Regions from separate parts of the Zea mays genome. Here region 2 is linked to region 1. Evidence: chromatin contacts called from public Hi-C data. All regions are on one chromosome and are shown on one strand. Each heading gives the region's core, a stretch centred on a gene start, on an enhancer-like site or on the middle of the called end of the contact. The rest is flanking DNA. Distances are from core to core; before and after follow the strand shown. Region 1 holds the start of LOC100382497. Region 2 holds the start of LOC100191630.

Region 1 (4,949 bases), core at 788-3,287:
CTTTTCTGGAAACGTGGGATTCTTTCCTTTTCCCATGCACATATCCATCATCGTGGGCGCGATATTCACAGCGAGTTCGCGTGTGTATCTGCTACATTATAGGATCGTGGGCGTAACAACAATTTATGCAAGTTCGACGTAGGTCGTATGCTATCGTAAACACGGTTTCGATCCACTTCCATAATACGCGGGTGACACATCACCGGCCCACGTTCAGAATGATGGCCCACACTCTGTTACGCAATATTTATTCAAAATTTATACATGCATAAAAGCACCCCACTATTCAGGGCGTCCGGCTCGGTCCATTCCGATCCGGCTCGTTTACACAACCTGGATGGGGCTCCCCCGCACCTATCGAAAGACCAGAGCTCCCATTACTATCAATATATATATATATATATATATATATATATATATATATATATATATATATATATATATATATATATGACAAGGACACACGATGCCAATATATATATAATTAATATTTGACAAGGACGCACGGTGCCAAACATAATATATATGGTTGTATTTAATATAATTATATTTGATATATATATATATATATATAATGGCTGTATGAATATGCTAAACGTAGAATAGATTCGATTTGTTCTACTTCACTCTAGAACCAAATAGAGAAACAGAGTGGCTCTGTTCTGATTGCCAAACACAGAATAGAGCCATTCCATACTCAGAATATGGAATGGAACCATTCCGTCCAAATAGGCCCTGGAACCAAACACTATCTTAATCTTGAAGGAATTTACTTAATATAGTAAGTTAGTTGGCTTGGAATTTGACATTCCACCACTTGCTTTTTTATAGTAGAAATGTAGAACATAAATATCTTCCTCATATGACCAATAATAGTATACAAATATATTTTATGTAAAACTATATTTAGCTTAATTAATCTATATCTAAATTACGATTATTAGAATGAAATTCAATTACAAGGATCGAAACTGGGCCTAATTGAGGAAAACTCAAATCTTAGAGAGGTTATTGGTTAAGGCCAACCATTCTTTTTTTATAGAGCCTATTGCATATCTATAATTTGCCCTTAGATATTTAGATTAAACCACTTAACCCCAATGGAAAAATGGTCCAAACTAAGATAGTGCATCTAACGTCCATGGACTCTAGAGTCCATGACTTTGTTTCGTCTTAACGCAAGCTTCGTAATGACACCATATGCCGCCTATAGTTCTAGTCAAAATTCCACCTGGGCTTTGAAATTTAAATTTAGAAAATATCCATAAAGTCCAAACCACCAAACCACTCTAGAGTAGTGTATGATCTTCACACATGTCATAAAAATAATAGTTTTAGTCAATGTCATATATATATATTTTGGAATGGTTCATTTTTTAAAGAGCAAAATCAATCAAATATTAATTATGACTTTTGATCCGAGAAAGAGAATTTGATGATTCTGTTTTTTAAAGTAAAAACCAACCAAATATTTCTTTTGAGGCGATAACCAGAATTTGGTACCTGCACGGAGTTAGCGAGTTACCTAAGAGCAACTCCAATAGTTATGTAAATTTTAGCTCTCTAAATCATAGATTTAAGAAGTTGCTAAATGACTTTTGAAGTAAAAAAATTGTGAATTCTCTAATAGTTCTCTAAATATAGGTTGTAATTTTGTTTTGTATTTATCCACATAAAAAATAAGTCACAAAAACTATATAATGCAGTCAACATTTTTGTTTAGGGAGTTGTTAAATGTTTGCCAAATGTAGAGAGAAAATGAGGTTAGATGACAAGTTGTTAAATTTAGAAAGATTATTTAAAGAACTGTTGGAGAATAATTTTTATGTTAACTAGCTAAATTATTGATTTAGGAAGTATTTTAGAGAACTACTGGAGTTGCTCTAACAGGCTAACACTGGTTGGATACCCAAAAAGCCCAACTCCGTCGATGGCAAATCGGGAAATGACCCAGCGATCCGCTTTCCGGAGGCCCTGGCTTTGACCTAAATGCCCCTCCCCCGTTCCGTCCCATCTCTCTCCTCTCCTCCTTCCCCGCCGCCCCCGTCTTCCACCATTGCCCCTCGCCTCGACTTCCCCCAATTTCTTTCCACGCCTCTTCCTCTCTTTGCCCTCGAGCCCCCTGCCCCTGCGCGGCCTTCAAATCATCCCGCTGTTTCCCCGCCCTCTCCTTGGCGCGCAGCTCCGGAGCGCCGGGCGCCGGGTGGGTCCAGCTTCTTGGATCTCGTGCGGGACTGATTGGCCCGTCAGTCCCGGCAGGTGGTGCTCTCGTGCCGATTCCGAGTTTCCAATTGCTTGCTTGGTGATGGCTGTAGCTTGTCCCGGTGCGCCGGCTGCGTGAAGGTTGGATTGGGTCTGTCGGCGACAGAATTGGATCTGGCGAGCTTCCCGAAGCCCGGAGCGGCGTGTCTGTCGGGACTGATAGCCGCCGGCGCCGCGGCGATTTCCTATCCGGTGAGCTTTTGCGATGCTCCTGCCTTTGTTCCTTGGTCTTGTCCGTGTGATTGACTGCTTGCCCATGGGTTTCATCGCTGATTCCTTTCGATTTGATTCATTTGGTTGATCCTCTGTCAGGCACTCTGTTTCTTGTGATAGGGCGGCGATGGCGAACCACGAGCTAGTCCTTGGACACGGGCAGGATGCGGAGCTGGCGCTGGGGCCGAACCACCACGACTTCGGCCAAGACCACGGGCTGGGTCTCGGACACAGCCACGACCTCGGCCTCGGCGGCCACGCACACGACCACGAGCTCGTGCTGGGCCAGTCGCACGAGCACGACCACCAGCTCGTCCTCGGGCACCACCACGATGACGATCACCAGCTGGTTCTCGGGCACGACGACCACCACCACCACCATGTTCACCACGCCGGTGAGCTAGTTCTGAGGCAGGGCCACGATGGGGACTCTGAGACTCTGGAAGTGCAGGGCCACCACCATGACGAGCTTGACTTGTCGGAGAGCCACGAGCTGACGCTTGCCGAGACACACCACCTGGGCGTTGATCAGAATTTCGATCAGCTCTCGCTGGAGCAGGCTCATGAGCTCGCGCTGCAGCCGCATGATCTCTCCCAGGCTCCTCTTGCAGTCGCTCCTGTTGTCCAGTCACGGACCATGGTTGTGAGCCCTGAGTTTCAGCTCGCAGTGGGACAGCAGTTTCCCGATGTTGTCAGCTGCCGCAGGGCCATCCGCAACACTGCCATCGCCTGCCACTTTGAGATACAGACGGTGAAGTCTGACAAGTCCCGCTTCACCGCTAAGTGTGCTGCCGAGAGCTGCCCGTGGCGCATACATGCAGCAAAGCTCCCCGGTGTGCCCACCTTCTCCATTAGAACCATACATGACAACCACAGCTGTGTCGGGATCAACCATCTTGGCCATCAGCAGGCATCTGTTCAGTGGGTTGCGAACACTGTCGAAGAGAGGCTACGTGAGAACCCAGAATACAAGCCTAAGGAAATTTTGGAAGAAATCCACAAGGCCCATGGCATCACCCTATCCTACAAGCAAGCTTGGAGAGGTAAGGAGCGGATCATGGCTGCGGTTCGAGGGTCTTTTGAGGAAGGATACCGTCTCCTGCCTGAGTACTGTAGGCAGGTGGAAAGAACAAATCCAGGAAGTATAGCTCGAGTGTATGGAAACCCAGATGACAATTGCTTTCGGCGACTCTTCATATCATTCAGTGCATCAATATTTGGCTTTGTCAATGCATGCCGTCCACTTATTGGGCTTGATAGGACCCTTCTGAAAAACAAGTATCTTGGCACCTTGTTTCTTGCCACTGGTTTTGATGGGGATGGTGCTCTCTTTCCTCTGGCATTTGGCGTGGTTGATGAGGAAACTGACGAGAACTGGGTATGGTTCTTGTCTGAGCTGCATGAGTTGCTGGAGAAGAACACAGAGAACATGCCAAGGCTGACCATCTTGTCCGATAGACGGAAGGGCATTACTGATGGAGTTGAATTCAACTTCCCAACTGCATTCCACGGGTACTGCATGCGCCATGTTAGTGAAGCCTTCAAAAAGGAGTTCAACAATCCTGTGCTTGCCAACCTTCTCTGGGAAGCTGCTCATGCGCTGACTGTGATTGAGTTTGAAACTAAGCTGCTAGAGATAGAGGACGCTTCACCAGAAGCTGTTGTTTGGATAAGGCACCTACCTTCACGTCTTTGGGCCACGGCTTACTTTGAGGGGACAAGGTACGGTCATCTAACAGCAAACATCGCGGAGTCGCTGAATTCCTGGATACTGGATGCCTCTGGCCTTCCTATAGTTCAGATGATGGAATGCATCCGTCGCCAGCTGATGACTTGGTTCAACGAGCGACGCGAAGCAAGCATGCAGTGGAACACAATCCTCGTGCCTGCAGCCGAGCGTCGTGTTCAGGAGGCCATTGAGCGTGCACGGGGTTACCAGGTGGCCCGGGCCAACGAGGCGGAATTCGAGGTCATCTCAGCTCACGAGGGAACAAACGTTGTGGACATCCGCAACAGGTGCTGTCTGTGCCGGGGGTGGCAGCTCTATGGCGTGCCGTGTGCTCATGGTGTGGCAGCTCTCCTCTCCTGCAGGCAGAACGTCCACCGCTACACTGAGAGCTGCTTCACCGTGGCAACATACCGCAAGACTTATTCGCAGACCATACACCCAATCCCTGACAGGACCCTCTGGGATGAAACAGCAGATCAAGGCCAGGTCAAGGTGGAGATGATCATCAATCCACCGAAGTCACTGAGGCCCGCAGCACAGCCAAGGAAGAAGAGGGTTAGAGCGGAGGACCGTGGGCGAGTCAAGCGGGTTGTTCATTGCAGCCGCTGCAACCAGACTGGACACTTCAGAACCACATGTGCTGCTCCAATATGAACAACGGCCAACCGAACTGGGCACTTCAGTCCAGAACTTGTTGGTTATTAATTAGAGCTGCAGCATTCCTGTGACAAGTTAGCGTCTACTT
Region 2 (4,914 bases), core at 802-3,301, 210 kb after region 1:
CCAAAGAGAATATGTGAAACACAGGGGGGAACAATCAGCCCCATGTGCTTGCCTTCATGGTATAGCTACATTTTCCTATCATCCAGAGCAGACTTAAAGTTGGATATGGGGTAGGGGAATGAGCGCAATCAAGATTAGGATGTAGATAGCCTAACATGGCATTCAAACGCCTGTAGCAATAATAATTTACCTACTTTTGGTCCCCCCCCCCCCCCCAACACACCATGACAGATCATTGTTTTGTCAGTAAATGGGCACAAAAAGAGTTGAGCCCTGAGACTATCCACTAACCAAATATTCAATTGTGCTAGCTACTAAGTTATCGACAGGCCTTAGTTGCAGAACCACTTGGGAGGAAGGAAAAGATAAAGTGGGGAGGAGGATCAACAGACAATTATTCTACAGATAAAAGGGGCACCCTGAGAGCCTGATGCAGATATGCCACCTCCCATGGTGCAAGGGGAATAATGCATCAATCATTATGACTGCAAAGGATTTGATACACATTTTTCATATTAGTTGAATATTTCTTGTTCGGTTCATACCTCGGGTGTGGGGAACCCTTAATTGGCTTCTGCCCGTACTTGCGCCACGAGTACTCATCAGGAGGGATATCAGCGATTTTGTTGCTAATGGCTGGCACTCTAATCGACCTCTTAATCCGCAGTTTCCTGTCAAACAGAACAGCACCATTGCTCAAAGGGAGTCAATATTGCACCCAACGAGACATAACAAGCATAATATTTGGGGCTATGAGAAAGCAAGTTACCTTCTCTTTGAGCAATGGCATCTGCCAGTGGTGGCACACTTGCCTCTTCCATCCTCCCCTCTACCCGTGCATCGCCGTTTGGGCGCACGGTGCGCATCTGCTGGGTCGCTCGCCACCGGGGTGCCTACCAAATGGAACGGCCGCTTCCCATCCAAGCTCGCCATGCTCCTGTCTATACTCAACGACGACATGAATGATCTCGCAGACGACATGGTGCCAGCAGCACCACCGCTGGGGCTAGGGCTATCGAACTTGAGGCTGATCCCACTGTTGCTCCTCCTGAACATCTCGGCCTGCAGCTTCTGCCTCGACTGCTGCTGGTGGAACGGGTACCTATGCGCAACACTCCCAATCTGGAACTGCACAGACAGTGGCTGGACCAGCTTGGGGGCTCCAAATGGATGAGGGCTACACCTGCTGCTGGAGCAGGCCAAATCCAGCCCTCGTGAGGACTCTGGCGCACTGCTAAGCCGAGCGCGCATTTGCGCATAGCTAGTCGACTGAGGTGGAGATGGAGACCCAGCAGCAGCAGCTGTGCTGGGCATCATCTCCAGCGGGTTGCCGCTGCCGGTGGCGATCCCCAAGGGGCTCTTCTGGTTGACGAGCCCCAGAGGCCGGACTCGTCTGGAGAACCTGCCTCTAGCATGGCCACAGCCACCTCCGCCACTGGCACTGCCGAGGAGGGCCGCTACCTTCCTGAACTTGGCGCAGGCTTCAGCCGTCTCTGAAGCTACGCTCTTGAGCAGGGCTGGGTCCTGCTGCTGCGAGAGCAGAGCCAGCACCCGGTGGCAGCTCTCCACCGCGGCCATGTTGGCCACCTCCACCTCCTCCATGGCTGGAAAGCCTGGGACGGAGAAGCAGCCGCAGGAGTGGGCAAAGAAACGATTGTTCTTTCGTCGACCCACGAGCTCCTCCTCCACCTCGGAGGGGCCTCAGAACCAGAGAGAGGTACGAATTAAGCAGATCTCCGGCCGGGGAATCTCAAGACGCCTGGATGGGAACTGCACAGGAACGGCCCCATCAGGATCCAGGGTGGCGGACTACTCAAATCCTCAGCTCACGAACAGAGCACGGGACCGGATTGCGCACCTGGAAGCCAACACGGCGCAGCGCAACGGCGGCGGCCAAAGAACGGGCCGAACAAATCCGCCCGCTCAAGCGCCACAGGCGCGCGCGCGGCAGAACGGCCGGCGGAAGCGGAATCGGAAGCTGCGGCGGCGGCGCGGCCCGTCTGTGGCCGCGGCAGGCCTGGGGTTGGAGTGGACCGAGGAGGAGGGAGGAAGAGAGCAGCGGCCAGCGGGGGGAAGAGGGGAGCGCGCGGCGGAGGTATATGTGAGGGGCTGGCTAATTTGCCGGATTGGGAGGGGTGTTTTCGGGAAAGCGTCGCTTTCGGTTGGGACTCGGAGTCAACAATGTCAAAGACAGCGGTCAGTGGGGACATGTCATGGGGTACAATTTAAAAAGAATACTAAAGAAATGGTGAGTGTCAGCTAGGAACACCGGTGCGACCTTGAGAGGGGCACCCGCACCACCGAGGTTTACAAAACCGGTGCCGGCAGTAAACCGGTAGGTTTAGCAAAACCGCACCGGTTTCGGCTAACTACTGTTTTTTTCAAAATTCGTTTTAAATTTAAAAAATTAAAAATCATAAAAACCGAAAATCACTGGTAAACTGTTTTTAATCGGTAAACCGCTATTTTTTGCCGGGAAATCGGATTTAATGTCAAGATTGAGTTCCAGTTTAGACATTCAGTGGTCAATTTAGGTATATTAGTCTTGTTTACTTTTATATGCTATATGTGAAGATGTTATATGCTATATGTGAAGATGAAATATGTAGCTCAAGTCTAGTTTAGGCATTTAGTGGTCAATTTCGGTTCCATTTCCTGTCAAGATCGAATCCGTAGCTCAAGTAGCTTCAGTTCTTCTAGCTATCCGTCTGGACAAGACCCAATCTGGAATCCTTATGCATGGCAATGGAAACCGGGACAGGGACTACCAGGCGAAGTACCACCATCGATCATATATGTAGTCGTAGATGCGAGTTTTGCGCCATGCGTCTGTTTAGTTGTATATTTTATTGTGTGGTGTATTACTTCTTTCTATGTTAAGATTGTGGAATGTATGTTTAAAATCGTATAGATAACGGTCCGTTGGAGGAATTCGAAGGAGTTGCAGGCGAAGACCCTGAGCAGCAGCTGGTTGGTGAAGGCAAGTGTCCTCCGACCTATTTATGTCCTTCCTACTCATTTTATAATTTATCTCCTACATTTACACAATTTATACCTAAGGATTTACTATCATTCTATTTATCATGTCCTTGTTCGCCTATTTGGGTTGGATCATTTTTGGTTTAACTCTATGCTAGCGCTTTATTCTAATCAATGAACATGATGAGATTATTTATGATACGATGTTTACTTTTGATTATGATGATGTATTTGTGACATTTAAGGGGGCTCGAACAGTTTCTCGAGTGTCTCTCCGTAAGGACTGGTTCGTTGGATGACCACCCAGGAAAACAGTATATCCATGAGGGTGGTATGTGACGCACTTAGATAATTAATTAGAGGAACTGAGGTATAGTTTGCTTCACCATCGTGCCGTCAATGGGGCTCGGTGTATGCGGCTCGCTCTACCGAGGGTGGTTTGCCCCTTGGGGAGAAGTGTGGTACATTTAAGAAACCTAACGGGCAGCTACAGTCTCAGGGAATCTTTGTAAAGGCTACGTAGTTAAACCTTGCCTATTCACCTTGGTAGTATTTAAGGGTTTGATCGGACCAAGGCAAAAAGGAATCATAGCTCGTGGGTAAAGTGTGCAACCTCTATAGAGTGTTATGAAACTGATATATCAGCTGTGCTCACGGTTGTGAGCGACCTTGGGAGCTCTATTGATTAGAGATACTATGATCACAGATGATGATGAGGATAGTTATGGTTTTGATGATTATGATTATGGTTTCTGGTATTCTTTCTGTTTGGTCTCTACTAGTAATAATTACCTAACCAACTAAAAGCAACTGCTTGATCTTAACCACACATAAAGCTAGTCCACCACAACCAAACAGGACAATTGTTGAGTATGTTGATGTGTACTCACCCTTGCTTTACAACACAAACCCCCCAGGTTGTCCACATTGCAACCATTGCTCAGGAGAATATGAAGTCGTGGTGGAGGATTTCCAGGAGTTCCAAGACTATGATGAGTTCTAGGCATGGGTTAGCGGCAAACCCCCAGTCGGCTGCCTGTGAAGGCCGTGTTTAGCTACGTTTTGTTTTCACACTTTGATCTATATTAATGACTCTGTGGATTTCTCGGACATCATGATGTAATCAGATTAATACTATTTTATGTTATTATTTGAGCATTGTGTGATGATGTCCGGTTATGTCATTTGTTGTGTACGTGAATTGCTGATCCTGGCACGTACATGGTTCGCATTCGGTTTGCCTTCTAAATCCGGGTGTGACAAAATACCAGAAACCACAGTTATAATCATCACCAGTTACCATCATCATAAAAGTATCCAGAGTTATTCTAATCAAAGAGGATCCCAAGGCTACTCTTAACCGTGAGCGCGACTGATATACCAGTTTCTAACACTCTGCAGAGGTTGCACACTTTATCCACGAGTCGTGATCCCTTTTGCCTCAGGTCGATCAAACCCTCAAACACTACCAAGGTGAGTCGACAAGGTTTCACTATGTAGCCTTTACAAAGATTCCCCTGGTGTGCAGTTGCTCGTTATAAGACCCAAAAATCTGTATAAGAAAAAAACAATAAAATAAATATATGAAGAAATAAAATATAAAATTTGGATATCTCAAATTATACTTGAGTATTGAAAATTGAGGACTGGATTTGTGAAACCTGTTGGGACCATGCTTCGTCGCCGAAGGTCCTGCAGAAAGAAACAGCCTCGGCTGAAGCTGCTCGTACGTGATGCCGAAGGTGCCATTTCGTGAAGCTTCGGAATTACAAACCGACTTAAAGATAGAATGACCTTTTAGTCCATAAGAGTCTGAGTCATTGTTGTAAACTTTTATGAGGGGTACGATTGTAATTCCTCACGGGTTGTGTCCTGTGCCTATAAATAGTGAACAGTATTCCTTTACTGTACAGACATTCCGGAAATTGCAATTGC

What was found. Hi-C and Micro-C count contacts between places; a contact is called where the count stands out from the background.
Region 2: a Hi-C map of leaf shows a contact between it and region 1, with 4 times the contacts expected there. The contact joins the promoter of LOC100191630 here to the promoter of LOC100382497 in region 1. A contact is called at or near these places in 9 of 25 Hi-C or Micro-C datasets (bundle sheath, ear, leaf and 2 more) and 1 of 3 datasets of contacts at active chromatin or transcription factors (leaf).

Annotation. Positions count from the first base shown.
Region 1 is chr3:117,212,733-117,217,681 of Zm-B73-REFERENCE-NAM-5.0, forward strand. It overlaps LOC100382497, which reads left to right and starts at 2,038. Exons shown (of 2, transcript NM_001175234.1): 1 at 2,038-2,454; 2 at 2,596-4,949. The coding sequence starts at 2,603. The coding sequence ends at 4,858.
Region 2 is chr3:117,427,651-117,432,564 of Zm-B73-REFERENCE-NAM-5.0, forward strand. LOC100191630 reads right to left here and starts at 2,052. Exons shown (of 4, transcript NM_001137059.1): 1 at 1,859-2,052; 2 at 770-1,770; 3 at 546-671. The coding sequence starts at 1,602.